Linked DNA regions of Mus musculus: regions 2, 3, 4, 5, 6 and 7 are each linked to region 1. Evidence: chromatin contacts called from public HiCAR-type and promoter capture Hi-C data. All regions are on one chromosome and are shown on one strand. Each heading gives the region's core, a stretch centred on a gene start, on an enhancer-like site or on the middle of the called end of the contact. The rest is flanking DNA. Distances are from core to core; before and after follow the strand shown. Region 1 holds the start of Slc25a26 (solute carrier family 25 (mitochondrial carrier, phosphate carrier), member 26). Region 2 holds the start of Tmf1 (TATA element modulatory factor 1). Region 3 holds the start of Eogt (EGF domain-specific O-linked N-acetylglucosamine (GlcNAc) transferase). Region 4 holds the start of Tafa4 (TAFA chemokine like family member 4). Region 5 holds the start of Nr2c2 (nuclear receptor subfamily 2, group C, member 2). Region 6 holds the start of Mrps25 (mitochondrial ribosomal protein S25). Region 7 holds the start of Rbsn (rabenosyn, RAB effector).

Evidence for each region. Promoter capture Hi-C pulls out the DNA fragments that hold promoters and counts their contacts. HiCAR-type assays count read pairs that join an accessible place to other places.
Region 2: a contact with region 1 is called in a promoter capture Hi-C map of pre-B cells, with 8 times the contacts expected there. The contact joins the promoter of Tmf1 here to the promoter of Slc25a26 in region 1. A contact is called at or near these places in 9 of 39 promoter capture datasets (the 3T3-L1 cell line, the C10 cell line, cranial neural crest and 4 more) and 2 of 115 datasets of contacts at active chromatin or transcription factors (astrocytes and pro-B cells).
Region 3: a contact with region 1 is called in a HiCAR-type map of astrocytes, with 8 times the contacts expected there. The contact joins the promoter of Eogt here to the promoter of Slc25a26 in region 1. A contact is called at or near these places in 7 of 39 promoter capture datasets (3T3-L1-derived adipocytes, cranial neural crest, frontonasal cranial neural crest and 3 more), 3 of 115 datasets of contacts at active chromatin or transcription factors (astrocytes, embryonic forebrain and stem cell-derived neural progenitor cells) and 2 of 9 other capture datasets (adipose tissue and liver).
Region 4: a contact with region 1 is called in a promoter capture Hi-C map of second pharyngeal arch cranial neural crest, with 13 times the contacts expected there. The contact joins the promoter of Tafa4 here to the promoter of Slc25a26 in region 1. A contact is called at or near these places in 9 of 39 promoter capture datasets (the 3T3-L1 cell line, cranial neural crest, embryonic stem cells and 5 more) and 1 of 115 datasets of contacts at active chromatin or transcription factors (embryonic forebrain).
Region 5: a promoter capture Hi-C map of pre-B cells shows a contact between it and region 1, with 5 times the contacts expected there. The contact joins the promoter of Nr2c2 here to the promoter of Slc25a26 in region 1. A contact is called at or near these places in 2 of 39 promoter capture datasets (liver and pre-B cells) and 1 of 9 other capture datasets (liver).
Region 6: a contact with region 1 is called in a promoter capture Hi-C map of liver, with 8 times the contacts expected there. The contact joins the promoter of Mrps25 here to the promoter of Slc25a26 in region 1. A contact is called at or near these places in 2 of 39 promoter capture datasets (both in liver).
Region 7: a contact with region 1 is called in a promoter capture Hi-C map of liver, with 6 times the contacts expected there. The contact joins the promoter of Rbsn here to the promoter of Slc25a26 in region 1. A contact is called at or near these places in 4 of 39 promoter capture datasets (hippocampal neurons, liver and pre-B cells), 1 of 484 Hi-C or Micro-C datasets (regulatory T cells), 1 of 115 datasets of contacts at active chromatin or transcription factors (large pre-B cells) and 2 of 9 other capture datasets (adipose tissue and liver).

What each region holds. Positions count from the first base shown.
Region 1 is chr6:94,498,239-94,502,215 of GRCm38.p6, reverse strand. Slc25a26 (solute carrier family 25 (mitochondrial carrier, phosphate carrier), member 26) reads right to left here and starts at 1,902. Exons shown (of 10, transcript NM_026255.5): 1 at 1,759-1,902. The coding sequence starts at 1,791.
Region 2 is chr6:97,176,887-97,180,863 of GRCm38.p6, reverse strand. It overlaps Tmf1 (TATA element modulatory factor 1), which reads left to right and starts at 1,740. Exons shown (of 17, transcript NM_001081111.2): 1 at 1,740-1,982; 2 at 3,896-3,977. The coding sequence starts at 1,841.
Region 3 is chr6:97,146,653-97,150,629 of GRCm38.p6, reverse strand. It overlaps Eogt (EGF domain-specific O-linked N-acetylglucosamine (GlcNAc) transferase), which reads left to right and starts at 1,744. Exons shown (of 18, transcript NM_175313.5): 1 at 1,744-1,798; 2 at 2,372-2,753; 3 at 3,179-3,235.
Region 4 is chr6:97,058,169-97,062,145 of GRCm38.p6, reverse strand. It overlaps Tafa4 (TAFA chemokine like family member 4), which reads left to right and starts at 1,735. Exons shown (of 6, transcript NM_177233.5): 1 at 1,735-2,015.
Region 5 is chr6:92,090,332-92,094,308 of GRCm38.p6, reverse strand. It overlaps Nr2c2 (nuclear receptor subfamily 2, group C, member 2), which reads right to left and starts at 1,876. Exons shown (of 15, transcript NM_001347342.1): 1 at 1,495-1,876.
Region 6 is chr6:92,182,012-92,185,988 of GRCm38.p6, reverse strand. Mrps25 (mitochondrial ribosomal protein S25) reads left to right here and starts at 1,966. Exons shown (of 4, transcript NM_025578.4): 1 at 1,966-2,149. The coding sequence starts at 2,016.
Region 7 is chr6:92,212,889-92,216,865 of GRCm38.p6, reverse strand. Rbsn (rabenosyn, RAB effector) reads left to right here and starts at 1,996. Exons shown (of 12, transcript NM_030081.3): 1 at 1,996-2,155.

The sequences.
Region 1 (3,977 bases), core at 653-3,152:
CTCTATTCCTCTCATAACTATATTTATATATTCCTTTATACTACCAATCATGTGTGGTAATGCAAGAGTCTTCGGAGTACAAGTCAGGTCAGTCACCTTCAACTTGTCTAACAACTAACCCAGCATCTCTGACACTGCAGGGTTTCCCAATCAACCATAAGATGATAACATTTCTAGGCGTTCGTTCCCCCAATCACAGTGGTACTTATACCCTGGGACACTTCTCTAAAAGCCAATTCATCATCGCCTCCTAACAGGAGGGCTGTAGGATTCAATCTGTTCAACGAGGCTGCTCTTAAGAATGAAAAGGTGGCTGTCGAATTGGGCTTGAGTATTCTTCCATTCCTTCAGAAATTCTCTCAGGTTAAATTATGGCCTCAGAGCACAGGTCTGTTATCAGACAGAGCTAGCTGGCATGAGCTCACTTCTTGGGAGAGCCTTGGATCTTCTTAGAAAACGATTTCATTTCTATTTCTTCATGTACAAAATGGGGGAAAGAGCACCTGTGCTTTCAGAGCTTTGGAGAAGTAAATAACAGTAAATGAAAATTAAATACAATGAAATGAGCCTGGGTGCGATGTGCTATGTGCTTGTGCTCGTGCACATATGTGTGTGTGTGTGTGTGTGTGTGTGTGTGTGTGTGTGTGTGCAGCCCAACCTTGAGTCAGAAGTCTTTCTCATTGTCTCTCCTCTTTCTTCACTGAAGCAAAGGATCTAGAGATCACTAAAGGTTAGTCTAGCTCACCAGCTTGCTCCAGGGATCCCTTGTCTCCACCTTCTGAGCACCGGAATTACACATGGGCCACCAGACCCACCCAACATTTCCCAGGGTTCTGGGAACTGAACTACAGATGCTATAACTACTGAGCCATCTCCCCAAACACAAATGAATCTCATATATTTAGGATGCCTGGCCCATAACCTGTTATCACCTCTTCCCATAATGTCCTGAACCTAGTCCACCTGTCACTTACCCGAGCAGTCACTTCTGTACTGTCTCCTACATCTAACTCTTATGGGCAGGTTTCTCTTGTTCAACACTCTATCTCCAACCCTTCCATCAGAGCAGTAGCTAGTTCTGTAAACAAATGCCCCTGGGCTTCTATTTGCCCTTAGCAGGAGCATTTTAAAAATGAAGGTATTTCTTGTCTGCTTCTGTTCACTCTTCCAGAATAAAATCAAAGTTAACCAGTCTCTCTTACATCTGCTAAATCTATTATCTCCTGCTAGACCTGCTGTTATAGGCCCCTCAAAAAGCACTGGTTCTCATAAATCGACAGAATTAGCCAATAAACCATCGACTCCACAACACCACTACTTATGCTCAGTATTTCTTCAAAGCCTAAACGTGGAGAAAAATGAGCAGATTACTAGGAACTAAATGTGTAGAAACTTCAAAAAGACAAGCTAGTATCTTGGATGGATGGGTCGTAAGTGTTTTCCTGAATAGTGTGTATTTGCATGTTTAATTCCCAAGTTCAGGTGAATATGGTGTACAAGGGAAGTCTTAATTTACTGAAGCCTTCAGTAAATAAGACAATGTGTCAAGCATACCTCATCTCTAAAAGCCCATCAGAAGCCACCAAGCCTTGAGAACAGACTTCCCAGACGTCTCTAGGCTTGGTCCTAGATCTAGCAGCCAGTGACCTGAGGACAGACCGACCACTGCTTAAACCCGGAAGAAAGCGGCAGTGCAGAGAAGCCGCCACAGCTCCCACGCAGCCTGCACCCAGCAGCCCACCCCTACCCGGTACTCACCACCAGCGAGGCCGTGAAGCCCGGCGCGTCCATGGTCTCCCAACGCCGCCAAGGTTAAAAATCACAAGCTGGGCAAAAGCAGGTGCTGACTTAAAGAGCTGGGCGCCGCCATGTTGGGGCGGGATATGGAGCAACTACTTCCGGGGCAGAACTCGTGACGTCACACCACAACAAAAGCACGTGCGTCGCTCGGTGCTGGTCGCTGAGCCTTTCCTGGAGGACCCTGGGGTTTGGAGCTTCTCCGGCTTCCTGTCCTTCAGCAGCCGGCTCCGGAGGCGCTAGGCAAGAGCCTCGCACAAGCCTGTGGCCCCGGATGGGATCTACGAAAGACCCCGGAGGAGAGACCAGAGCTGGCAGGACTGGGACCAGGCGGCACTGCCTGTACCTGAAGGCCAGCCCTGTGGTTTCCTACTCACAATCCAAGTCCGTTATTCCTTCGCTTTATCTGTGCAGGCTGGCTGGATTTCTGTTGATCCAATTCCAGAAAGAAAGAAAAAAAATGTTAAACAAAAATACGTTTTTATTACCAAAAAAAAAAAAAAAGTATTCTCCATTTGTACTGACGTTTATTTCTCTTTAAATTAATGTACTTAAAGTAGGAGAGTGATCACTAGAGACTACGAAGGGAAGAAGGATGGAGGTAGCTGCTATCAAAATACAATTAGTTAGGGCCAGTGAGATAGCTTAGTAGGTAAAGGCGCTTGCCTCCAATTCTGGAGGTGACAACTAACAAATTCCTATTAGATAGGGCGAGTGAGATGGTTCTGCAGGTAAAAGCTCTTGCCACCAACCCTGCAACCTGAGTTCACTCCCTGGGACCCATAGGGTGAAAGAGACAACCAGTTCCCACAAGCTGTCTCCCAATGTCTGTGGACATACCTAATATTTATTGTATATCATATATTTTGCATATTATATTTTATTACATATTAATATGTTGATAGTGAAATAAATAGAATTTAATACTTAAAAAAATACAGCTTAATAGTGAGTGTAACTCAATGGTAGAATATGTGTTTACCTAGCAGGGCCCTCGTGTAGATGGAGGAAGACAGGAAGAATAAGTACCATTGCTCTGCAGGACAGTAGGATTGCTAGTTTACAATTTACTTACGTGTGTGTGTGTGTGTGTGTGTGTGTGTGTATTTCAGTTGGTATTTGAGTTTCACTGTAGCCTATGATAGGCTAGAACTGGCAATGTAGTTATGTAGTTCTGGTGACCTCAAACTCATAACAATTGTCCTGCCTCTGCCTCCCAAATGTTGGAATTACAGATGTGAGCCATTACACTTGGATAATAATTTGGGTTTTCTTTCTAGGGTCTTGAACATGCAAGGGCAGTATAGATGTAGCCACAAAGGCTACATATATAGTTCCACCTACCTAGTCACTGTTATATATTTTTATAGAGAACTAAAAGAAAATAGAAAATTTCAAAGATGACCCACAAAGAAATGATATTTAAGGAATTATACATGCTAATGGCTGACTTAGCCATTTCACATCGTGTGGGTGTATTGAATTATCACCCACTACCCTAATAAATTTGTACAATCACTGTGTCAGTAAAAAATAAAGTGGCATAAAAAAATGACTTGCTTTGATAGTTGATTATTCATCTTGCTCACTGTGAAGGCAACGTGTGCTCTTGGATGAACATGTCATTAACTATTTAGCAAGTTTCTTGGAGTAGACTTGTCTTCCCATTTACTGGACAATACCTTCTAACCTCCGCATGCATGAAGGGCCTACTACATCTCAGGTAGCAGGTATGTTGTAGAACTAAGTGACTAGTGGACTTTTTAACCTCCAGTAATCTTGTGTGAGCCACAGAGGATAATCCTGACTCACTCAGTCAATTTATTGGAGACCTGATTGACAACTGCAGAAACCGTTTCTGTAATATAGAGCAACGTGACCATAACAGCAGGGCTCACACAGGCCGTGCTCACACTCAAAGGCAGGGAGCGAGTATACAGACTGTGAGCATGAAAGGGCAGGGATTCTGAGGCCATCTGAGAATTCACCCTACCACACTCTTTTATAGCATGGCTTCATTGGAGGCCTCCTCACAGCCCATTGGGGTCTACCAGTAAGCTCCCACTAGAATTTCCCTCAGAGTCCCTATACCTTTCACTTTTGCTTTGCATCAAGGCACTCCCACAGCTCACTAAATACTGTTCTACACCATCTCCATGTCCAGAAATCTGATTGGTTGG
Region 2 (3,977 bases), core at 491-2,990, 2.7 Mb before region 1:
TCATTCTTTGTCACTAGGTGACACCCGTGGAAAAAGGATTAGCACCCTATTAAGAGGTCTAAGGATGGTGCCATTGCCCTTTAAAACAGAATGTACATACTACCAAATGCCAGCTCTGAACCAGAATAGGGCTCTTAAGCCCTTTAGGATGCAACTAACCCTCCCTCCCTCCCTCCCTCCCTCCCTCCCTCCCTCCCTCCCTCCCTCCCTTCCTTAATTAGAATAGAGTCATTGCAGATATAATACAGAGGACCCAATCTGATAAGGTAGGCATCCCTATTAGAAGAGGTGAGAGGGATGTGGGAGGAAGATTAGACAATGGAGTGCTGTACCTGTACCCAGGGAACAAAAGGATTGACTGCAGACTTGAAGCTAGGAGAAGCATGGTGCATTCTCCATGAAGATTTCAGAGGGAGGACAGCTCCAGTGAACAACTTCAGACTTCTGGCTCCAAACCACAAAAGCATTTCTGTCATTTTAAGCCATCCTGTTAGTAGTTCTGGTAGTCCTAGGGAATGTTTTGGGGGATAAAATTACATTTCCCCTTTCCCTTCCGTCCCTCTAAACTTTTTCATAGACCTCTATTGCTCTCTCTCAAATTAAGTCTCTTTTATTAACTGTTAAGTATATAAGTGTGTATACATATGCGTTCTCAAATGCATTAATTAGTACAACCCTCAGTCTGTATGATGATTTCGGGGCTGCTCATTTGGTAGTGTGTAACCTTCCCAGGGGAAGATTTACCCCATTCCTAGCTTCGGCATTCCTTAAGTACCCGTGGTTCTTTGTGTAGGGTAGGAGTCTCTTTTCACAAAGGGCTAATGCTTGAATTAAATTTAGCCTTTAAATGCTGGTAGAAAATTTTTCTTTAGCATTATTAGAACCAAACCAAACAGCTGCTGACTGGACAAGGAAGGCCATCGACTTTAAATTTTCTCCCATGACCAAGTGTGGGAAAGAGAGCATACAAGCTGTATCTTTTAGGCAGTGTGCACAGTATGTACTGATGGGTTAATATTTTATTGCTTGCCAAGTGGCTTAACCCATCCAAACCGCTGTTACAAACTGCCATAAAGTGGCTGGCTCATAGGCTACAGAAACTTGATTTTTACTGTTCTTGTGACTGGGAGGTCCAAGACGAGCACAGCTGATGAGAGCCATCTATTTCTAGTTCATGGCTGGCGTGACCTTGGTATGTTATGCTTGAGAGGGCGTAGGCACCTCTTAATAGGGCATTCATCTCTTTCCCGTGGGTGTCACAGTCATCTCGTGACCCAGAAAGTTCCTTAAAGCCCCACCTCTTAACATAGGAGTGTGCTGATGAACGCCATTCAGATGACAGAATTAGGTTGAGAGGGAGGTGGTTTCATCTGTTAATGTTCCAGGACCTGGGGACCGTGCCCATCAAGTCAGGCATAGACATCCAGGCCAGGCGAGAACTGGCCAACTACTTTTTGAGTACCAAGATTAATAAGTGTGAGGCCTAGCCGCCGGGATTATAGCGAGGCACACGCGGCTCTGGTCGCTCCCGGAGGTCTGGGCCTCGGCGCAGATCGCGTCCCTCAGTTGAGAACGGCCATGAAGCCCAGAGGCGGCTGGTAACTAAGGGCTCCGCTCCGCTCCCGGATGTGGCTTCACGCTACCGCCTCCGTCCTTCCGTCTGGGCGGAACTCGGCTCCCGGATCTGGTGGTTGTGTACGTGGAAGGGCGGCGCATGCGCGGCGGGGCCCGGCTCAGCTGTGCGGAAGGCTCGCAGCGCCGCGCGGCCGCGGGAGGCGGTGGGGCCGGGGCCGCCGCTGAGGCCGCCGGAGCCGGCCGGAGCCGGCGCTGAGGAGGGGCCATGAGCTGGTTCAATGCCTCGCAGTTGTCCAGCTTCGCCAAGCAGGCCCTGTCCCAGGCCCAGAAGTCCATCGACAGGGTCCTGGACATCCAGGAGGAGGAGCCGAGCGCCTGGGCCGAGGCCATCCCGTACGGCGAGCCGGGTAAGCGGGTCCCGGGGTGTCGCGCCTGCCTGCCTGCCTGCTGTCGGACCCCAGTCCCGCACGCCTCGGCCCCGGTGCGGGTCCTGCTGACCTCAGGTGTCAGCTCGAGCTCTGGTCCTGGCCCCAGGCCCCTGACTACAGAGTCAGGAGCACAGCCCCAGATCCCCAATTGCTAGGCGTCTTCCGCCTTGGCGCCCTAGGTCCGAGCCTTGTAAATCCCCAGTCCCGGAGCCCCGCGGGAAGCGTTTAAGGAACACAAAAGACTTTGTTTACAAAAAGTTCACCGTCTCAAAACAACCCGAGTCAGGGATGGTAGACCCCGTGTTCTACAGAGGAGCTAACCGAAACTCAGAATGCATAACTTTCTCCAGGTGAGGCACAGTCTGTACGGGGCAGAGTCCCAAGAGAATTTGTGCTCCAAGAGTTCCCAACTGTAGCCCTTTTTGCAGCACCAGATCTTTCAGATGAACTGAAATTACTCTTTCCAGGATTATTCGGTTGCTTGTGTCTTTACGTCTAAGGGAGTCTGGAGCACTTTTCGTGTGTAGCAACAGACACTGGGGCAAACCTTTGGATGAAAGTTAACTGTGGTTTCTGGTTTTAGATGTACATTGTTGAAAACTCGGGACCTAAGTTGAATCATTGATAACGTAGTTTATGTATGACTGTAGATATATCGTGATCTTATTTCATTCTCTGTGGCACCTTGCTATTGGGAAGCTCGCCTTTTTGTGGTTGGACCCCAGAGCTGGAGTTACTAAACTTAAGATCAGATGTTTCAAATAAAAAGATACTCATTATCCCCCGCCCCGGGCGAAATCTGAGACATGGATAGTGCTGTATAATTTATTTTAGAGGGCAGGTTGTCTGAAATGGAATATGCTTTCTTGAATGCTATTTTCATTGATCATCTGTTGTGTTTTAGATTACAAAACAACATGGGTCTGAAGAATAGGAATAGTTTAAGTGGATGTGTGGTTACTATAATTTTGTACCACATTTTTCAAGAGGCAAAGTTAAACCCTGGTATCCGTGAGGATGCTAATTAGCTACCTCGAAGACCTAATCTTGCCTTAAGCTTTGTTTTCTGGTTTCACACACTGAACAAATAAATGTAAAACTCTGTTCCCAGTTCAGTTTCCCCAACACTCTTCATTCCTCATAGCTGTGGAATCACGTTAAGAGGCAGATTTTATTAAAGGGCTTCTTGAGTTGTTTTTTTTTTTTTTTTCTTCCTCAGGAAGTCTGTGTACCCTTTCCATAAGCTTCTAATTGCAGAGTTTTGGTAATTTTGCTATCTTAAAAAATGTGGAAAAAATAATTTGGGGTTTAAGAGAGGGGAACTTGCAGACTGGTCATTAAGTACATAAAAGTGAATTCATTCACTAGAACTCACTGTTCTCATCAGTTTAATTATGATTTTTGAAAAAGACTGTCTCTATTATCTCAGGTTAAGTTTTGAGCATTGCTGTCTGTTTAGTTTATAATGTTACAAGAATAAAATGAGCGTGTGGCTGGATAGTGCTGTGACTGCATGTGCCTGTTAGTGAAGATTTGAACTGTCTTTGTGAGATGAGCCATGTGCCTGGGATTTCACACTGGCTGTACAGCCTTGATCACTACTTTAAGCATGTATTCCGAGGGGCTAGCATACTTGCTTTGGCCTGGCAAAACCAAGTCTGGTCTTGTACTTGTTCCTGAGACTCTCATAGGTTGGCCCACACTGGTTTTATTCTTTAACGCCCAAAGTTAACCTGGAAACTAATAAAGTGATGCTGTAAGGAAAGAGTCTAACTTTTCCGAGTTACAGGGTGCAGTTCATAAATTCCCTTTGCTCCCACTTGATGACTGATGATGATTTAAATACGAATGCTAACATTCTTTACTTAATGAACTAATTTATTTTGTCAAAGGAATAAGTCCCCCTGTGAGTGGAGGATGGGACACTTCAACCTGGGGATTGAACTCAACAAGCAGCGAACCTCAGAGTCCCCC
Region 3 (3,977 bases), core at 495-2,994, 2.6 Mb before region 1:
TTCAAAATAGCCATAATTACATGTTTTGCTGTAATGGGAAGCTGCATTTCCTGAAAAACAACGAAACCGGTAGAGTACCAACTAAGCTGAAACAAACAGTCTCCTAAAGTTGTGCTGTGGTCACGTCACACAAGCGCCCTGGTTCCATCGCCTTTGCCAGGCTTACTAGTGTGGTTAGTGGCTGAGTTAAGAGCACTGGTACTCTTTCAGAGGACTGAGTTCAAGTCCTAGTACACACATAGCAGCTAATAACTGTAACTCCGGTTCCAGAGATCTGATGCCCTCTTCTGGCCGTGTGTGCATACACGCACAAAATACCTATACATAAAAATTTTAAAATGCATTTTAAAAACTACTGTAATGTTCTTTTGTTCTTTAATGTGTGTTTGGCACATGTAAATGACATGCTAACACAATACATACTGAACAGGATATATATTAAACAAATTATATACATATTAAACACATACACATATAAAACACAGCTGGTCTGGAACTTGCGACATAGATCAGGCTGGCCTCAAACTTACAGAGATCCATTTGCCTTTGCCTTCCAAGTGCTAGCTAGGATTAAAGAAAGGCCTTCCCTAAAGTGCCCAGCCCATGTGTATGTTGTATGTTACTGGGGATTGAACCTGGGGTCGTGCACATGTTAGGATAGCACTCATCTCCGTGGTCACTAAGTTGTCTGGGTGTCTTGAACTTCCTTTTATTTTTTATTTTTTTTAAATTTTTTCCATGACTCAGCCTGTGGAGTAGCTGGAACAGCAGGCCTGTACCACCAGTTCTGGTTTCAGTTCTCATAGTAGCTTCTTAAAATTTATAAGACATGTAAGCCTTGTGAACTGAATGCATCTGAGCATGTTTATTTTGACACCATTAATATAAGCTGGGTCCTTTTTTTCATTTATTAGTATTGTATAGGAAGGTGTGAGTATCCAGGAGGTCAGAGAACGAGGTCAGGGAGTGGGTTCTCCCCTTTCGTGGTAGGATCCTAGGATTCAACGTGGGTCGTCAGGCTTGCTCCCACAAGCGCTTTGAAAACTCTAAGCCACCTGTCAGCCCTTGAACCCTTTAATCATAATTTAATGGCTGTCTCCCCCATGCTCCAGAAGGCATGCTGGAACTGCAAGGTGTCAAGAATGGAAGAGAATGGGAGATATGCATACACGTAATCATCACCTAAACAAGCAGTTAGAAATCATCATGAAATAGCAAAAACGTAAAAATTAAACAAGAGTAGCCATTGGACTTGGACACTTCATGGACAGGTACAATTCCCTGGAATCTACAGTATTTTCACTACCCACCAGAGAGTGTCCCACTACATCCAGTCTCATTTGAAAATCAGGGCAGCAACTTCTGCTCAGAATGGGAAAGCAATAAAATTACAACCCTGAGTGATATGTAAACAGTCCCGTAGTCTGCCTGCCTACTCTCTGGTGCTGGAGACCTGCCAAGCGCCTGGAGGAGCAGCCAGGGACTTGCACCCCGGTGTCCCACGTCCCGGAGGGGATGTAGGCGGGTGTCCCCAGTGGATCAGGCTGTGGGTCACAGGGTGTCCGTAACCTTGGCTGATGGGTGTCCAAGAGTGCCTTCCAGACTCTGGTCGCTGGGTGTGGTCAAGGCATTCCGGTCCGCCCTTGAGCCCCGGGCCAAGGTGTCGCGGCAGCTCCCGGGCGCCCCCTGGCCCGGCTTGGGCGCCGGAGGTTTCCGGTTCGCGGCTGCCGGCGGTGACGTCTCGTTACTCCCAAGCTGCCGCCACTGCCGCCGCCGCCGCTCCCTAGTCAAGCTGCAGGTGGGCCCCGCGCCTTCCCCGCCTGTTCCTGGCCGGCGCCTGCACCCCCGTGGGCCCGCAGCCTGACTCTGGGACTCTGATCCCAGCCCGCGGCCTTCAGCTGGTTACCAGGAGTTGATCGGTGGCTGTAGGCTAGGGAGATGCCCAGCCAGGCCTGCCCTGTTGCCTCGATCCCCATGCTGGGGCGGAGTGGCTTCTCCAGGCACACCTGGGAGCCGAGCGTCTCCTAAGACAGCTGCTTCCCCAAGCACCCGGGGCAGGGTTGGCTGCTGCCGGGCGCGAGGGGCTGACTCCGCTACACAGGGGAGGGGTTGACGTTCCGCAGACAACCGGAGGATCGCCACAGCAGGATTGCCACTTCGGCGCCTCAGGCAGCCGAGCTCTGTCTGAGCTCTGTCTGCTTGCCTACCTTGGGACTTGATAGTCTTTGAGTCCCAGATGCACTTCATCTGTCCGCTGCTGGCTCTGTTGCCCAGCAATGCCCTAAGCCATTCATGTGGTAGTCCTAGTAACCCCAGCTCTCATGGTTTACGGCGTTCAGATTTTTACCTTTTTTTCCTCTTCTCTTTTTAGGTCCGTGAAAATCCAATCAAGCCACACACGAGTGGAGCGCGATTGACCGTTTTGTGCAAAAAGACGCGGTAGCCTAACCTACTAAAGCTTTCATCCCTGCCAAGTCTTGCCAGAGAACTCAACTCCGGGAAGGCTTTCTGCCAGGCCCTGAAGTTGTACTTTCATGCACCACAGGGAACCATCACCCAGCATATGCAAGTGGGTACATGCCCTCCCTTGCAAAAGCCAACTTTCTGATCTGCTCCTTTAGATTTTCCCCACGGCCAAGGGTTACTTTTTTCCATGAATGGTCAAGTTTTGTTAACCGGCAGAACGCATTGCAGAGCTGTGGATTTGGATACCCGAAATTTAGGACCTAGTGCTCCAAGCCGCGACCTAGAAGGTTAGTCCAAGGGCTGGGTGGCCTGTTGTGATCCTGAGGTTGGCACTGGTCCAGGCAGCCCCGGGAATCAGAGAACAGGATTACTGCAATGAGAACCAGGAACAGGCTTTGGTCCTAGGAATGTTTTCTCTGCTAATTATCCTGTTGGTCTGGATTGAGTGATGTGGTGTGAAGCGGGCTACCTCCTTCCTGCTCACCACTAGTGTCTGCTCCGTGGGTTACTATGTCCAGGGGACCCTGGGCTCTGACTTTGCTTTGAGAGACTTAGTAGTGTTCATTCACTGAGGAGAATCACGCATCTTCATCTCCGGGCTTCTGGCTAGGGATTTGCTGGTCATTTTTCTCTCTACGTTGTTCCTTTATATTAAAATAGTAACTAGTCTCTTGTGGCATGCTCTTAAGGTAACGTACTTTATTTTTCTCAGGTTTTAGGCTAGCCAAAGCATCAGCAGCTTCCGGAGGGGATTCTGAGGACTAAAAAGGTCAGTATTTTCATTATTAAGCAGTTATTGTTTTTTATCAATATGCATTTTTTTTCCAGAGGCAGGGTTTCTCTGTGTATCCCTGGCTGTCCTGGGACTCACAACTGCCTGGCACTCAGTATGTATTTTTTATTAGATATTTTCTTTATTTACATTTCAAGTTTTACCCCCTTTTCTCATTTCCCCTCTAAAAACCTCCCTATCCCATCCTCCCTCCCCCTGCTCACTAACCCACCATGCATTTTTTTAATTTTATAAAATTGCTAGTAATTTACTGTTAGATCAAGGCCCCTTGGGTTTACAAGGGATAGCAACATAGCCTTCAGGGCCTCCAAAGCAAGGAACCCCTTTAATTACTTACTGGGCAAAGGATTTGTTCCCATGATCATCACTGTTTTAACCTTATGACCCCAATAGGCCTGGAACTTGAACAGAGCATTGTATTCATAAACATCAGTGAAGGCTGATTTTGAAAGTTGTGTGGTCCTTCCAGTCTTATAAGGGCCCCACTTTACTATGGAATGCTCAGGGTGTGTTCAGTTATCTTTTAGAAGAGACACTTAGGGAAAACTTGTGATCGGTAAAGGCGGCAGAGTGGTGTGAGTTTGTCAGGGATGGATAGGAGAAACTGACCCAAGAAATTTATCCTTTCCTGGGGGGTTGAGGGTGTGAGCAGGAATCCAGTAAATTCTTAATCACTGTCATTTCGCATAATGTCAATGCTTTGTTCAGTCCTGATAGG
Region 4 (3,977 bases), core at 486-2,985, 2.6 Mb before region 1:
CCTGTGCTCATTCTATAATCTTTTAATACATATTTTGCTCTGAATTTGCCTCTTTTGTACATTGGTTGAATTGCTTGGTGCCCAACCTTCCCTGTAACTATAGACAGAAGTCACGCCTGCTGGGTTGGTCACAGCATCCCAAAGCCTGGCACATAGCATTTGATGACATGGCATTTGATAAGCAGCTGGATGAAGAAATAATTGGAACTCCTTTAGCTCCCTCCTCCCATTACTTACCTTTCTGTGGTGCTGATTTGGCCGTATAGCTCAGTTCATAGGGGGCATTCTGCCTCTGTCAACTGCTGCATTCGGCATATCACATCATTGGACATTTACCAGGATGTCCTTTAACTGTACCATCATAGGAACAGGCACGCTCGCAAGGGTTGCTCATGGTTGAAAACCCTTAGGTTGGTGACAATTTAATAGCGTGACTGACTTTGCAAGGCCCCAATTTTGATAACAAAAGAGCCAGGGATTGTCACTGTTTTGCAATCAGGGAAATAATGTGGTGTGGCTTGTGTGTGTGGCAGGAGGCGTGGGAAACAAGGGCAGTGGCCTGGATGAGACCAAGCAGCAGGGAGAGAAAGTGGATATATGTGGATGCGTCTGCGGTAGATGGCTCATCATTTTAATTCAATGAAAAATAAAAGGACTGGGGGTGGGGTGGGGGGAGCTGTTAGCCAGTGGCAGAGGACAGCACGGTGACAGAGAATGGTGGTTTTCAAACTGCATGCATATAACAACCACATGGGGACTTTGAGTTTAAATGAAAATTCTGGTTCTAGGGTGGAGCCTGAAAGTCCAAAATTCTAGCCTGGTCTCAGAGAGAAGGCACGTGCTTGCTAACCGGGGTCAAATATAAGCGGTACTACTACTAATTAACTCCACAATTGTGAGCAAATTATTTAGCCTCTCTGAGCCTTAGTTTTCTCATCTATACAATGGCGGTCAGATGAGAGAAGATACTGTTTAAATGCCGCTGATTGTTGGTTACTTCTGTGAGGGAAGAGGGAAAAGCGATTGGATGGGGCTGGAAACAAGGTAGAGGTAAGGCATCAAAGAACTGGATTTTAGAGACAGGATTCAGGCTAACGGTAAACGCGCTATGTCGTCTAGATGACCTTGAACTTCTGATCCTCCTGCTAGGGTCACAGACTGCATCACTGCATCTAGTTTTATGTAGTGCTAGTGCTGGTCTCTGGCATGCTTAGGCAATGAGTCCCATTAAAACAGGTTTGTTTGTTTGTTTGTTTGTTTTTGTTTTAGAAAATCATTTAGCTATTAACCTGTGTGTCAAGTTTTCTCTTTTTCTCACGCAAAGACATTACGCATGCAGCCAGACTGCTTTTGCACACGTTAGAAGATGCCTGCTTGCAGTCTGTAGTGGGACCTCTGTGGAGGAAATGGTTTCAACTGGGAGCGGAACCCCAAATTCTCCTACCGTTTGCAGGGCTTAACTTGGCTCTCAGGTGTTCAGAAGAATCAACACCTTTCCTCCAGCACCTGCGGAGTAGTGGCCACAGCGAGGCGCTCGCTTAGGAGAGGCGCACACAGCAGTACGGTAGGGAGGTGAGGGAAGAGGGGTGGAGGGGGGGTGGGGCTCAGAGGACAGGCCCACGTGGACTGCGGGGTTTGACAAGGGCGCCAGCAATCGGGCAGTCTGGCCAATCAGCGCTGTCAGCGGCCAGCCGGGCTCCTCCTGGTCAGCTAGCTCTGGGCTGGTTTCTGCACTGCTAGCCTGGAGCCACCCTGGACGGGGCGCACTTGCTGGGCGCGCAGGGCTGTCTGCACCCTCTGGGATCTGGCTGGGACAATGTTTCTTCTTTAAGACACGGCGCTTCCCACGGTAGCTTTGGCTTCTCTTTGCAGCAGCACCGGAACTTTCCCCACTTTCGGCCGTACTAAGAGGGTGATGGGCGCAAGTCGCCAGCTGAGCATCCTTTGGTTTCAGTGCTGTGATCGGCGCTTCACTCTGGACTCCCGGATCTGACTCGGCTGCTCTTTCTAGTCTAGTAAGAATGGGCTCTGGGGTAGAGCTGGCGGGAGAAGGGGTTAGAGCAGCCTTGAACCTTATGCTTAAGCATGGTCTCCGCGAGAAGAGTGGCCTTTGGGGCTAATTTCAGTTTCACTAGTCTCGGTGTAGCTAGCCCTAGTCACTCCAGCATTTAGCAGGGAGCAGGGGGAAGTACTTGAATCAGCCGCGTGCATCCTAAAGTTAGAAGAGACACTGAGAAGGATACGACGTGCAGCTAGGGGTTATGAGTAGGGACGGCGGGCAGCAGCCACTTCCAATTTGGGAGTTCAGACTCTGGAGCCCTACTGGTGCTGAGGCAGCCACTTGATGAACTGGGGTGAGCAGTCTCAGGGCGAACACCCCAAGAGCTGGAGCTTCTGTCTGGCCACTGAGGTCTCATCCTTTTGCATCCGAGCAGGGGTCCTTACAAGTATCAGCAGGAGGAAGTAGGTGGGCTGGTTCCTGGACCTCCGACAGCTTGGGCTGACTGGGAGCGCAGGTGGTTAACAGGGAAGGGTCTTAGAGTTCTGGTGAGGCATCTCGGCTTTGTCCACCAAAGCTGCAAGCGCCTCAAAATTTATTTCCCTCTTGCTTCAGTTACATGGCCACTTGTCTCGCACCGCACCGCAGGGCGTCTTTAACCCAAGCTTGTCCTTGGAGAATTGGAAATAGAAAGCTTTATAGCCTGCACCTGGGAAGGCAGCCCAAGCCACAAGCTTCTTGCTAGTGTGTTAGTGTGTTTTTTCCCTTGAACGCTGAGTTATGAATCAGCCAGAAATATGCATATGTACAAGTTCACAGACTCTTGGAGTAGCAGCCATGTGCCAACCCCCACCGGGACTGAAGTATCCCTTTTGGTGAAGCGTACTGATCCCAGAACTCTTTTTGCTTTTAACTTTTTAATGCCCTTCCCTCCGAGAAGAGCAAAGTTAATAAGATGTGACAGGCAAAAATCCCTGCTTGGAGGCGGCCTCAGTGGGAGAGGGGGTATTTCCATTGAGTCCTTAGTCTGATATTTCCTGTAATCCTTGATACGGGGATAGCCCATCTGCTGACTCAGGCAACCAAACCTGTGCACATCAGTGACTAAGCTTCGTCAAAACATCTTTGCTACAAGCAAGCAAACAACAAACCAGCAACAAAACCCCAATATAATTTAGGAATGGCAGTCTGACAATGTAGTTAGTGTTGTTGACCGCTTGGCTATTTAGGAACAGACGTTTGATTTGCTTTGAAGAATTCTACAACCGATTCTTGGATGAGGCACATTTCTGCTAACTTGAGAGTCACAAGTCAGGGGTGCAAGCCCACGTCCTCTGGGTTGGAAATACAGGTCTTGTTAAGATTTCCAGGGTCTCTCCAACTGATGGTGACTAATGTCCTCTCCAAATGACCCAGAGATTTGGCATCACTCTTTGGTGCACAGAGCTTTCTAGGTGTGGATGCTTTCTGATCAATAGTTTGTTTCAATAGCTTGATCGATGGCTGTGTTTCAAGGTTTCCTCCCTTAAGTTCCTCTCCCATCCTGTTTTTCTAGACTTCGCTCTCTTCTCTCAGTGCTAACTACCTTTGACATGTCACAATGTGTTGGAAGACTTAAGTCATGATTTGATTGGCTTGTTTTCCCTGTTATCTGTAATAAAGTTCTTCAGAAAGGCAGTTTGCAGGTTGTGAATGGTTGTATTATTTCACCTCATTGCAAAATAGACCTGTGAATATCTCTTTGCTATTGAATATTCTTTATTGGAAGCAGCCTCTGATATTTCTAGGACTGGACTGTTCTAGGTCACTTGGATTTCAATATTCATTTTGTGATCTTTTTTGAGGCGTGTATTGTTTGATAACCTAGTTCCTGCTAGTAAAAAAGAACAGATCTTTGCTTTGTCCCCACACCCACCTCCTTTTCTGTGTCACAGAGCCTTTGTTAATAGCAGATTTGTCTGCCCCCTTCGTTTACTGT
Region 5 (3,977 bases), core at 627-3,126, 2.4 Mb after region 1:
TGTTGACACAGACCTTACTCCCAATCCCAACACAGAATTCTCATTATGTAGCCCTGGCTGGCCTAGAACTCTTGTGTGTGATAAAGTCTTGTGCCAACCACCATACTTGGATGGTCTCTTAAAAGTTTGATTGACTACAGACTGACAAGGATTTCGATACAAAATAACTGGAGAAAACTGCAGCTTCAGATTGATAGCTGTGTCTCCAATTAGAACGCCCTTTTGTGGTTGAACAGCCTTGAACCTGTGATTAGGCTATTCTTGCTGTTATCAGAAACTAAAGGTATCAGGGCACTTTCTCACCCATGTGCCTGAAAGAAGGGTCTGCATCCTTAAAAGATCTGATATCATTACAATATCAACTGTATTGTGATTTTAAAATTTCCAGCTTTTGGAAAGAGAAAACCCAAAAGGAAGAGCCATCATGCTTTGGGAGTGGGAAAGGGGGTTGTCACTTTATTTCATGAAGATTCTATCACCTCATAAATATTCAGGAAAACTTTAAAATCCACAGTGTAGAACTCACTGGGCTGCAAGTCACTTTGGGACAGCTTATTCCAATCTCTTTTTGGAAATGTTTGCTTGGCTTAACTTACACTGTCTCTTGAGATATCCAAAGAAAGAATTAAAACTGAGACTGCTCATATTATTAAAAAGGTATTGTTTGATTTCAAATATTTTATTTTGGATACCGGATCTTATAGCCCAGGCTGGCCTAAAACTCTATGTAGCCAAGAATGACACTGAAACTTCTGATCTGCCTCCACCGCCCCAGTAACTGGGATTACAGATATGCAGCACTACATAAGTTTATGCAGTGCTAAGGATGAAACTTGATTTCCTACATGCTAGCCAGCCCTTCCTACTATGTTATATGCACAAATATTTTAGTCATCAGACTTTCCAATGGAAGCTAACATTATATTTTGTAAAGTTTGTTTTCCACTTTGATAAATGAGATTTTCAGTAGCTTCATAGCATCAATCAATTTTATCTCTGGGAAAGATAAATATGTTAAAAGAATGCCTACTGAAGTCCAATTCAAATTCCCTGCTTAGTATAATGGACATTTTATTGCTGGGCATGCTATCCCAACTGTCAAGTTCGGGTAAAAATGCACCAATTAAATATGCAGCACTTAGCTATCAATAGTATCAGCAACAATTTACTCAACAAAAAGTGTGGGAAAATCTTCCCTTCCCATCTTCAAGCTTGCTATCCAGAACCCAGCTCTTTTCCTGAAATCTATTCAAACATTCAGTGAAGCCTGACTTCCTCACCATCCAATTAAATTAATGCCCTCACGATTCCTTCAGCACATCATCCAGTTTCTTCCATTCTCTGACCATTCTCTGAGCCTTTGTATCCCCTCGGCATCCAAAATTCTGGGGGGAGAATGGCTCCTTGCCCAGGTCAGTTGAATCTCTGGAAGTAGTGTCCTAGTGTCTAAAGCTACGCACAACTGTGTTTAATGAAAGTAGGAAAGAGAATCACCTCACAAGTTTTCCACTCCAGTTGGTTCCTTATATATTTCCACATCACCATTTTGGGACTAGGGATGTTACTCAATGGCAGGGCCGTCCCCAGCACCACAATAAGACGAAAAAACTAACACCACCATTTGCAAATTACTTTTGAGGCTGGCAGAGTAGCTTGGACTCCATTTTCAGAGAACAGTCCCTCAAACAATGCTGAGGAGAGAGGCGAGGCTTGGCAAGAACGTCTGGTGTCCCAATTTCATGGACTGAAATTGAGCCCGCCAGAGGGGCTCCGTCCAGAGTCGTGAGGAAAGCGCGAACCCCGGAGAGCCTCCAAGTGCCGACGAACTCTTCCCTTCTGGCCGCGCCATGGGTTCAAAAAGCATCACCAGCTTCCCAGCCCGAGACCCACCAAGTTCCTCAGAGGCTGGCCCGCCCGGCCTCACACCCCGCACTAGCGGCCCCCGGGACCTCCCTCTCCCACCTGGACCAACCAGCACAGCCCCGGGGGCGGTGCCGCAGGCCGTGGCCCTCCTATAAGGGGGAACGATTGGCCAGCCCGGCCGTCACTCAGGAGGTCGTGCCCTGCCCACGCCTCCCTCCCTCCCCTTCCACCCTCCTAGTCCGGAAAAACGGCGGTTGGGCCAGGGTGGCAGCCAACGGCAGGCGGGGAGTGCTGGGGTGAGGAGCGGGGAACACAGGAAGAAGCGGGCAGGCCGGGCGCGCGCCGAGGGGAGCCTGGCCGGCGCCGCGGGGACAAGATGGCGGCGCTGGCGGAGGGCCAGGCGTGAGGCGGGGCCGCGGACAGTCCCCCTCTCCGCCCCCGCGGCGCGCGGCCGGCCCGGTCAGGACAGCGGCTCGCCGGGCTCGGCCGCGGGAGGGGAGGGGAGTGGAAGAGAGGGGAGGGAAGGGTGCGGCCCGGCCCACTATGCAAAGCGCCCGCTGCTGCCGCCGCCACCGCCCCGTGGCAAAGGTAAAAGGCCGCGTTCAGCCTCCGCGGCCTCCATGGCGGCGCAGGCCTGCCCTCCTCCGCCGTGCCGCGCTGCGCCGCGCCGCGCCGCGGCTTGGCCCGGCGGGCTTGCTCTTACCTCAGGGTCGGGCGCCACCACAACCGCGGAGCAGATCCCGTGTCTGCGGCCGGCGCCCCCGGCTAGGAGGGCAGGGCGCGGGCCGGGCAGGCGCCGGAGGGCAGGAGCCCGGGGGCTCGGGCGGCCGGGACGCCGCGGCGGGCCGGTGCGGAGCGGGGCGGCGGGCTGGGCCCTGGCACCGCCGGGGTCGCGGAGGGACCGCGCTTTGTTATTGTTTTTGTCAGTGAAAGGTCAGAGTTCGTGACCCCGGTGCCGCTGCCGCCGCCGCCCGCGCGCTGGGAGGAGGAGGGCGAATGTTCCTCTTCCTCTTCCCGGCGCCAGCCTCACCGCGGCGGCGGGGGGCGGGCGAGCACGCGATTGGCTGAGCGCGCGCGCGCACCGGAACGCCGCCGCTGCCGCTGCGGCCGCCGCCGGAGCTGAGGCCCGCAGGCCTGGGCCGGGCAGGTGCGGCCGATCCCGTAGGCACCGCTTGCAGGCTGGAGAAGCGGGCCCTTGCCTGGCGCCGCGCCGAGATGTTGCAAGCGAGCGGTGTCCTGGGAGTGCACTGAGCTCCCGGTACCTTCCTTGGGATGGATGGTAGCTTTCTGTTTTAAAGCTCCGAGGATGTGCATGCCTCTGGCCGGACCAGGCAAGTGTGCAGATGCCCCAGGCCCATTTTTAAAACAGGTGCTTAGCCTTGGAGCCCAGACTTGTGCAGTCCCGTGCCCCTCTCCTTCGCGATTTGAGAAAAGCAGCTTTGGCACGCACTGATTGCATTCTGAAAAGCCTCCGGGTTATACTTCTTCATTGGGCTTGGGAAGGTGCCGCCGTTTCCCTCTGAGTGTCTGCCTGCAATGTTCACCCACTCCCCTTGATCACCGAGCTGTGTAGATTGGATATACTCTACCATCTAATTACACACACACACACACACCTCTTGCTCATTAGAAATAAATGCTTCAAGATTTTTGCAGTAGACATTTAGGCTTACAATAGGGTGACTCTAACAATGCCCATAGTCTTAATCGACTTTCTATTTTGTGGCAAGTGTTTTAAACACAGTCCCCTCCCCTTCCTGTCTCCTGGGAAAGTGGGGGGGGGGGGGCAGGGATGTATCTCTGTGCCCTACAGACCCTGTAGCTGAAAGGAGCCTCTACAGGAGGCAAGGAAGTTTTCCTCATTTATAGAACGTGTGCCCCGGGAGAGCTCAGTAACATGCCTAAGGTAGCCCATATATAAGTCCTTTCACTGTAAAATCCTTGAAAATATGAAGTGGTCTGGAATAGAATTTTCCAAGAATTAAAGTTTATAGTGCTAAATAATACAGTGTAAAAATTCACGTTGATGGGGTTTTCGAAGGAACAGTACAATTGCTCACGTTTTAAAAATAAATCATAATGAATGCACTTATCTTGGTTTATAGTTTTCTTTT
Region 6 (3,977 bases), core at 717-3,216, 2.3 Mb after region 1:
CCAGAAGAGGGCATCAGATCCCGTTACAGGTGGTTGTGAGCCACCATGTGGCTGCTGGGAATTGAACTCAGGACCTCTAAAAGAACAGTCAGTGCTCTTAACCTTGCCTAGCAGAATCTTAATCACTTAAGGATCTTAATCACTTAATGATTTCAGTTGCAGCGTCTTTCGGAAGTTGTCAGTCTTCTTACAAGCAGCAGCTGGCTTGAAGAAAAACCAGTAACCTTTCTTGGAGCCATTAGGAAACTGATTTGCAGGGCTCAGTTTCCTCCCAGCACCTGCAGTGGTGAGTTCAGAGTAAGCCAAGATCTGATGGCTGCAGCAGAACCCATGACTTGTAGGAATACCAGTAGTAACTTTGGTTTTTGTTATTGGGCTGTGAGTGAGGACAGTTAACAGTAAGACTCCCTCTTACTGTCAATGGTTTTCTCTTAATAATCCTATGTCCATTTCCTGTTAATTGGCTGTTCCTCCTCTTGATCTACGGTTGACTTTATTTAATCCCGTTTACAGTATTGAAGCAGCTCTTGGATTAAAGGTGTGTGCTGAGACTGAGCCATACCACAACTAAAAAAGGTTTTTCCAGTAAGTAACACCATTGTGGGGCTCACAGTGTGATTAGATACCCTGCAGCCGCCTGCTGCACTCTCAAGGGTATGCTCTAGAAGCTTACCTTCCTCTTCAGACATGTAGTTATAGCTGAAGCTTATTAGTGATGTGTTCACATATATGCAGGCAAAACACTCATACATAGGGGCTGGAGAGATGGCTCAGTGGTTTAGAGCACTGACTGTTCTTCCAGAGGTCCTGAGTTCAATTCCCAGAACCCACATAGTGGCTCACAACCATCTGTAATGGAATCCGATGCCCTCTTCTGGTGTGTCTGAAGACAGCTACAGTGTACTCATAAATAAAATTAATAAATCTTTTAAAAAATATAGACATAAAGTAAAAAAAAAAAAACTAAAACAATTTACAATTTGGTAGCTGGGGAGATGGCTCGGTGGGTAAGAGTACTTGAGGGTCTGAGTTCTGATCCCAGGATCCATGTAAAAATCTAGGTGAGATCATCTGTGCCTGTAACCCCAGAAGTGTGGGTTACAATCCCAATTGCTGGAGCTTACTAAGAGAACAGAAACACAGCAGGACACTTTTCCCCCAGCCTTCATGTGTGCACAGGACATGTCTAGAATTGTTGGATTATTTGAGCAGAGGAAAGAACACTTAAGTTTTGAAAAAAAAATACTAGAATAAAAGATTAACAGATGAAAAATGCTCTAATGGGCTTATCAGTAGACAGTTCATCTATGAAGCCTGGGAAGTCAGTTGAAAATTTACATAATTACAAAGGGAAAAAATCTTGAGAATCCTATAGAAAAATTAATTTCAGCCATAAACAGCGATTAAAAATTACAGTGGGGCTGGAAAAATGGCTTAGCAGTTCAGTGCACTTGCTGCTCTTTTAGAGGTCCCACATGGCAGTTCACAGCTCTGTAAGGTCAATTTCAGGGGACCCAACGCCCTCTTCCAGCCTCTGCGGGCACTGCGTGTATGTGGTGCACAGCCACAACACACAAGCAAAACAGTAAGGTAAAAATAAATCCTAAAAAAAAAAATGCAGCGCAGAGTGACATGTTGATTGTTGACTTGTCATATCTGTCACAACCACTCTTAACAAGCGAACGACCCCCTCCTCTAAGCAGAGTCCTTTGAGGCAGACCCTGACGCGCCAGAGCAAGCCACTCTTTCCTCCTTTGCAAATAAGTTTTCCCTTTGAATCAACAGCGACTTTTCCGTCAAGCTCTTCACTTCAGAACTGGAGATCTTGGGAGAAGATAATTGGTTTCTGTGAAGACAAAAACGACAGGTTGATTCCCAACGCTGAGGCGGCTGCGAGCCCGGGCCCAAACTACGAGTCCCAGGCTGCCCCGCGGCCGCGCTGGCCGCCGGGAAGTGCCTCCCAAGATTCCCGGAGCCGCGCTGGTCCGCGGCTTGAGGAGTTCCTGACTTCCACCATGCCGATGAAGGGTCGCTTCCCGATCCGCCGTACGCTGCAGTACCTGGGTCGCGGGGACGTGGTATTCAAGGAGTCTGTGAAGATCATGACCGTGAACTACAACACGTATGGGGAACTGGGCGAAGGCGCCAGGTCAGTGTGGGTCACAGCCCTCGGGGTTCAGTGAAAGAAGCTGAGGCAGTGGAGGGCATCCCGACTGATCCCCGATAGAAACCCGAGTGCTCCTCCACCGGAGGGATGGGTTGCGGCTGGAAGGCTGGCCCCTTGTGCGAGGCTGTGGCGCGGGGAACGCCTTGGGAGCGGAGTAGTAAGTTTCCGCACCTGTGCACAGCATGGCTTGCTGCTGCTTAGGACACTTGATGAATGAAAGGTTTCATTGACCCGTTTATCATCTCTGAGCAATGCTTTGGACCCTTCCGAACTTACTGCACATTTATTGAGCGCCCAAAACGCTGGGTTCAGTACTGGGATTTTCCACAGTACGGGATAAACATGACTGTAGATAGAAGTGGATTTGTAGAACGGATCAGAAAGAGAGAAGAGAATAATTTTCAAGGTGGAGAGTGGCCCCTGTGGCAAAGACCTTGACTTCATGAGAGCCAGAAGCCGCCTTCAAGCCATTTTCTCTGGTCAAGTTGACCCCCAAGACCTAAGATTTGCTAGCCTGGGATCTGCTGGGGTGAGGGCTCTCTGGAACCCTCTCGGTGGACCAGAGGGTTCGGGCTCTACTCCCCACTTGTCAGGAGTTTATGCATATGCAAAGGCCTCTTAACTAGTTGTATGACCTTGGGATCACACAAGTTCTCTCAACTTCTGACAGCATTTTTCCTAGGCGGAACACCACAACATCAGTGTGTTGGTGGTGGTGTGGGGTTGCTGGAGAATAAAGTGCCTGGCAGAGTGCAACAGGTGCTGACCTTGTGCCCATTTGATCCAGTAGGTGCATCTATATCTATCTGGTTTGTGGGCACAAGGCTCTGTGCTTTGGGATGGGAAGACAGAGACTTGCTGACAAGTTCTGCCTTCAAGCTTTTGGGTGGTGTGCTGTGGAGCTTTCAGGGCAGTGTTTCCTCCCCAGAAGCAGTTCTTTCACTTTTTCAAGTTTTGTGTTGATGTAATTACTTAAAGGTCTCCACCCCACCCGACCCTGTGTTTGTGTATGTGTGGATACATTAGCATTCAACCAAAGATAATGTTTCTAAGGAGCTGGCTGACTTGGTTTCTTTTTGAAATAGGGTCTCTCAGCCTGGGCTTCATGGATTCAGCTAGGCTGGTCAGTAAGCCTGGAGCCAGCAAGCAAGGGCTCACACCTGGCCTTTTACCTCTCTCTCTCTCTCTCTCTCTCTCTCTCTCTGTCTGTCTGTCTCTCTCTGTGTGTGTGTGTTTTGTATGTCATGAGAGTTTATTTACACCATATGTGTGCAGGTGCCCATGAAGCCAGAGGGTGTTGGATTCTCTGGCACTGGAGTTACAAGTGGTTGTGAGGCACTTGATGTGGGTACTGGGAACTGAACTCAGGTCCTCTGGAAGAACAGTAAGCACTCTTAATTGCTGGGCCATTTCTCCAACCTCAAGTAAAATCTTCCTTAAGTTTTAATTGAGATAGGGTCTCACGGTGTGCCTAGCTGGCCTGGAACTCCTTTATAAACCAGGCTAGCTTCCAGCTAACAACAGATCTTCTTGCTTATCTCTGCTTCCTGACTACTGAGTTTAAAGATGTGTGACACCACACCTGGCTTGCTTGTAAAAATGTATATGTGAGTGTTTTACCTCCATGTATGTATGTGCACCACATTGGTGCCTGGTGTCCATGGGATTAGAGTTACAGATGGTTATGAGCCACCATATGGGTGCTGGGAACTGAACCTGAGTCCTCTGCAAAAGCAACAAGTTCTCTTAACCACTGAGCCATCTCTATAACCCCCTACCTGTTTGTTTGTTTTTTAAGTGGATCCCGGAG
Region 7 (3,977 bases), core at 747-3,246, 2.3 Mb after region 1:
CTATACTTGTCTCTGGCATGTTGGCAAGAGTCCCTTTCTCTGCAGAGTTCAAAGTTTTAGAGAAAGCAGACTTTGAACCATAGTTCAATGGTATAGCATTTATCTATCCTGTGTGAGACCCTGAGTTCCAATTCCAGCACTGGAAAACAGTAAAGCCAAAAACCAAACAGACACAAATAGTTACCAATTTGGAAATAAGAAGAGCCTGCCCATTTTGAGTCCCACTTTCTGTGTGCATGTGGGAGAACTGAAGAGTAGAAGGCAAGGGACACATTCAGAGTCACAAAGTAAGATTTTCTTGGAGGCAGGAGCTCAGGTCTGTGGAGCCCTAGGAGTTGTCCTCTCCATACTCAATGCTGTTGAGCTGAGGAGGTACGGTAAGGAGCCTAGGCCAAGAGACTGGCTTCATTTCATCTGCACAAGGAAGTAGAGACTGTGACCACCTTCAGACAGTCATTCCCAGAGTCAAATGGGTCAAGTGCCACAGCCATGCTAGGCTGGGATGGAGGCAGGAGGGATGGAGGCCACTTTCTGGTTCCAAAGACCTGCATCTTCCCTGAAGCTCCCACTTCTGGGGCCCAGGTTACTGCAGTCTAGATGGTGTGCTGGCTATAAAGCAAACAGACCTCAATAACAGATGGGTCTGTCTCTGTACCCTGTGGTTGTTGCATGGTACAGCTAGGTTCAGACATGACTGATCTGCCATACTGTCTTTTGTAAATTGCAGGGGCTATTCCTGGTTGTCAACTTGACTATATCTGGATGAACTACAATCCAGAATTGGGAGGCTCACCAGTGATCCTAATCTGGAGGCTGAGATAGAAGTTTCTGACCTGAATCTTGGCATGGAGATCTTGAGGCACAGTGGCTATGAATTCCAGAAGATTAAGACAGGAAGATCTCCAAGTCAAGGTTATCTGGGATTAAAGGTGTGGTGGCAGACACCTTTAATCTGGGCCACACCTTTTGCTGGAGACCTATATAAGGACATTGGAAGAAGGAAGATTGACACTCTCTTCTTCAACTGCTTGCCTTGTGGGACTGAGTGACTGCTAGATCCTTGGACTTCCATTCACAGCTGCTGCTGACCATTGTTGGGAATTGGACTACAGACTGTAAGTCATCCACCAATTCCCTTACTATATAGACTATAGAGTTCTGTGACTCTAGAGAACCCTGACTCATACATAAATGCCACTTATTTTGCAGAGATCTAGCTACCCTCATACTTTTTTATGCTTTTTTGAGATGGAGTTTCATGTATCCCAGTATGGCCTTGAACTTGCTATGTAATTGAAAATTAACTTAAATTTTTGGTCCTCCTGCCTCCATCCTTAGAGTATTGGTGTTACAGGCATGGGTGTGTGGTGGAAATTGAGTCCCAACCAGGATCAATTGAGCCAACTTCCAATCCCTGACACGACTCCTCAACGTCTCTACTTTCTTTGGCTCAATTTCCACGTCTTTCTGTCTCCTCAATGTGCTGAACATAACTTAGTCTCTCGCACTCAGAAACTTTTTTTTAACAACAACAACAAAAAAGTAAAAAAACAAAATTTTGTATGTGTGTTTTGCCTGCATGTCTGTGCACCACATGTGCAGTGCCCATGGACTCCAGAAGAGAGCATATAGGTAGCAGACAAGCAGTTTTTCAAACCTGGGTCCTTTGGAAGAACAACCGCTGTATTAAGGCATTTATGCAAAAATCTCAGAAACTTTTTAACGGTCTCTAAATAATGTTAGCGCTGCAGGCACATTATTTAAGAGCCAAAGTCTCAGTTTCCCCACCTATAGGGTGAGTGAAGGGCGAGTGTAGGGTTTCACATCGATGTGTTGCTAGGACCTGAGAGAACTTCGCAGTTTACCTCCTCCTACTGGGCCCGCCCCGTTGCGGCAGCGCCTGCGCAGCATCCTCTTCCAGGTTCAGTGCGCTCGAGGACTCGGCGCTCGACCGCCGCGTGTCAGTCTGTCTTCCGGTTTCTGCCCGGCGCGCCTGTCGAGCGCCGAGCCACTGATGGCGATGGCTGCCACTGGTCTCTGAGGAACCTCGTAGGCCGGCAGTCAGAACCCGAGGTGGAAAGGCAGGCTGCCGACTGCCTGTCGGAAGCCGCAGGGAGTGAGAAAGGGTGTCGCAGAGAGCGCGGCGGTGGCTGAGGTGGGTGTGACGTGTGGTTTGAGATGACGATGCGGTCGGGAGATGAGGCTTTGCGGGCCTCGGCGCCGCGCGGGTCTCTGCCCGCGCCGTGACGTGTTGCGTGATGTCCCGCAGAGTCGCGTCCCGCGGGTGCGCGTGGCCGTGCGGATCTCTACAGAGCCCCCCGGCTGGGTTTTTCAATCCAGTCTGGAGGCGAGAGTTTGCACAACTGGCCTTCTGGTTGCGGCATCAATTGCGGTGGTTTGTGGTGGCACCTAATTAAGTGACTTTATGTTAAGGTCCCCCACTTCATTCGCGGAACCCTATTATCCCGCTCTCCGAGTTCTCGTGGTGATGGCGAAAATCCCAGGCTCTCCTTCCCGGCTGCTGTCTTGTGTTAGTCACTTCACTTGTGTATAGGCTATGGCACCCCAGGCAGCTGCTGTGAAGGCATCCTGGAGGGAGCCTGCCTTGAGTAAGGGGCGTTTCTCCAGGGTGAGAACTGAGCTGCGATGTGTGGCCAGGGTGCACGGGGACGACTTCTGTTTGACTTTTTCTTCAGGATGAGTTGCAGGCGGGGAGGAGGCAGCTGTCACACCCAGAGGATCCTGTCAGCCACTGGCTGGGGAGAGAACCGGTCGGACCTGAGGCTGGCTGTTTAAGTGATGCCTCAGATGCTTTCCGGGATGGGTCTGCATGTGTGTAGTCTCTCGATTTATTTATTTAATCTCAAGACAAGGGTCTCACTATGTATCTATGTCTGGCCTGGAACTTGACATGTAAACCAGGCTGGCCTCAAACTCACAGGTATCTGTCTGCTTCTGCCTCCCACGCCTGTCAAATTTCTTAATTAAAGGAAATAACAGGCACCTAGCGTCCTGTTTAATTTATTTTCTGAGTTGCTGTCACCCTTCACCTTTGAGGACCAGATGGTACCCTCCTCTGTGCCCTCTGCAGCACACCACAATTCTAGCTACACAAACTCCCACTCTGTGCTGTGATATGTGGCCTCTAAAGTCTTGGAAACAGATTTCTTTGCTTCTGTGAAATGATTTTATCCTTGTTCTCAATGGTTAGGAGTCTTTCAGGGTCACATCAACAGTGACTTTGCTGTAGTCCAATAAGACAGAAAATGTAAGTTATTAAGCCCTGAAATGTTTAAGTATCAGATTTTTCTGTTGAAGGGCAGAGAACATCAGACCTGCTGCCCCACTGTTCTAATTTATAAAATCTAGTAAACACATCAACTCACTGTAAATGCAAAATATAATTTTCACTAATTTTATCCATCCATTCATCTAAACTAAGCGACAGTTTGCTATGTTGGCCAAACTGGTTTTGAAATCATAGATTCAAGTGAGGATCTTCTGCCTCAGACTTTTCAAAGTGCTGGAACATATTATCAAGCTGCACTGATAAGTTTCTTCTTTTTTAAAATCTTAATTTAAAGATACATTTATTTTGTGTGAAGGGGCTAGAGGACAGGCGTGTGTGGAAGCCAGAGGATAACTTTCAGAAGTGTATTCTCTCCTTCCACTTTTATGTAGTTCTGGTGATCAAACTCAGGGTAGGTGGCAAGTGCCTTTACACTGAGCCATCTCTCTGGCTCTTGATTTTTTTTTTTAAATACTTCTCTTTAAAGAAAAGTTGAAAGGCTTATTGTTTGTATTTGTTATTTTTTCTTTTTGGTGTTTAAAAAAATGACATTAACTTGTTAAAATATTTTGTGTGTGTGTATGATGTGTGCACACTCTGGTGTGGTATATATATATATATATATACATATATATATATATATATATATACACATATATATATACATATATATATACATACGTACATA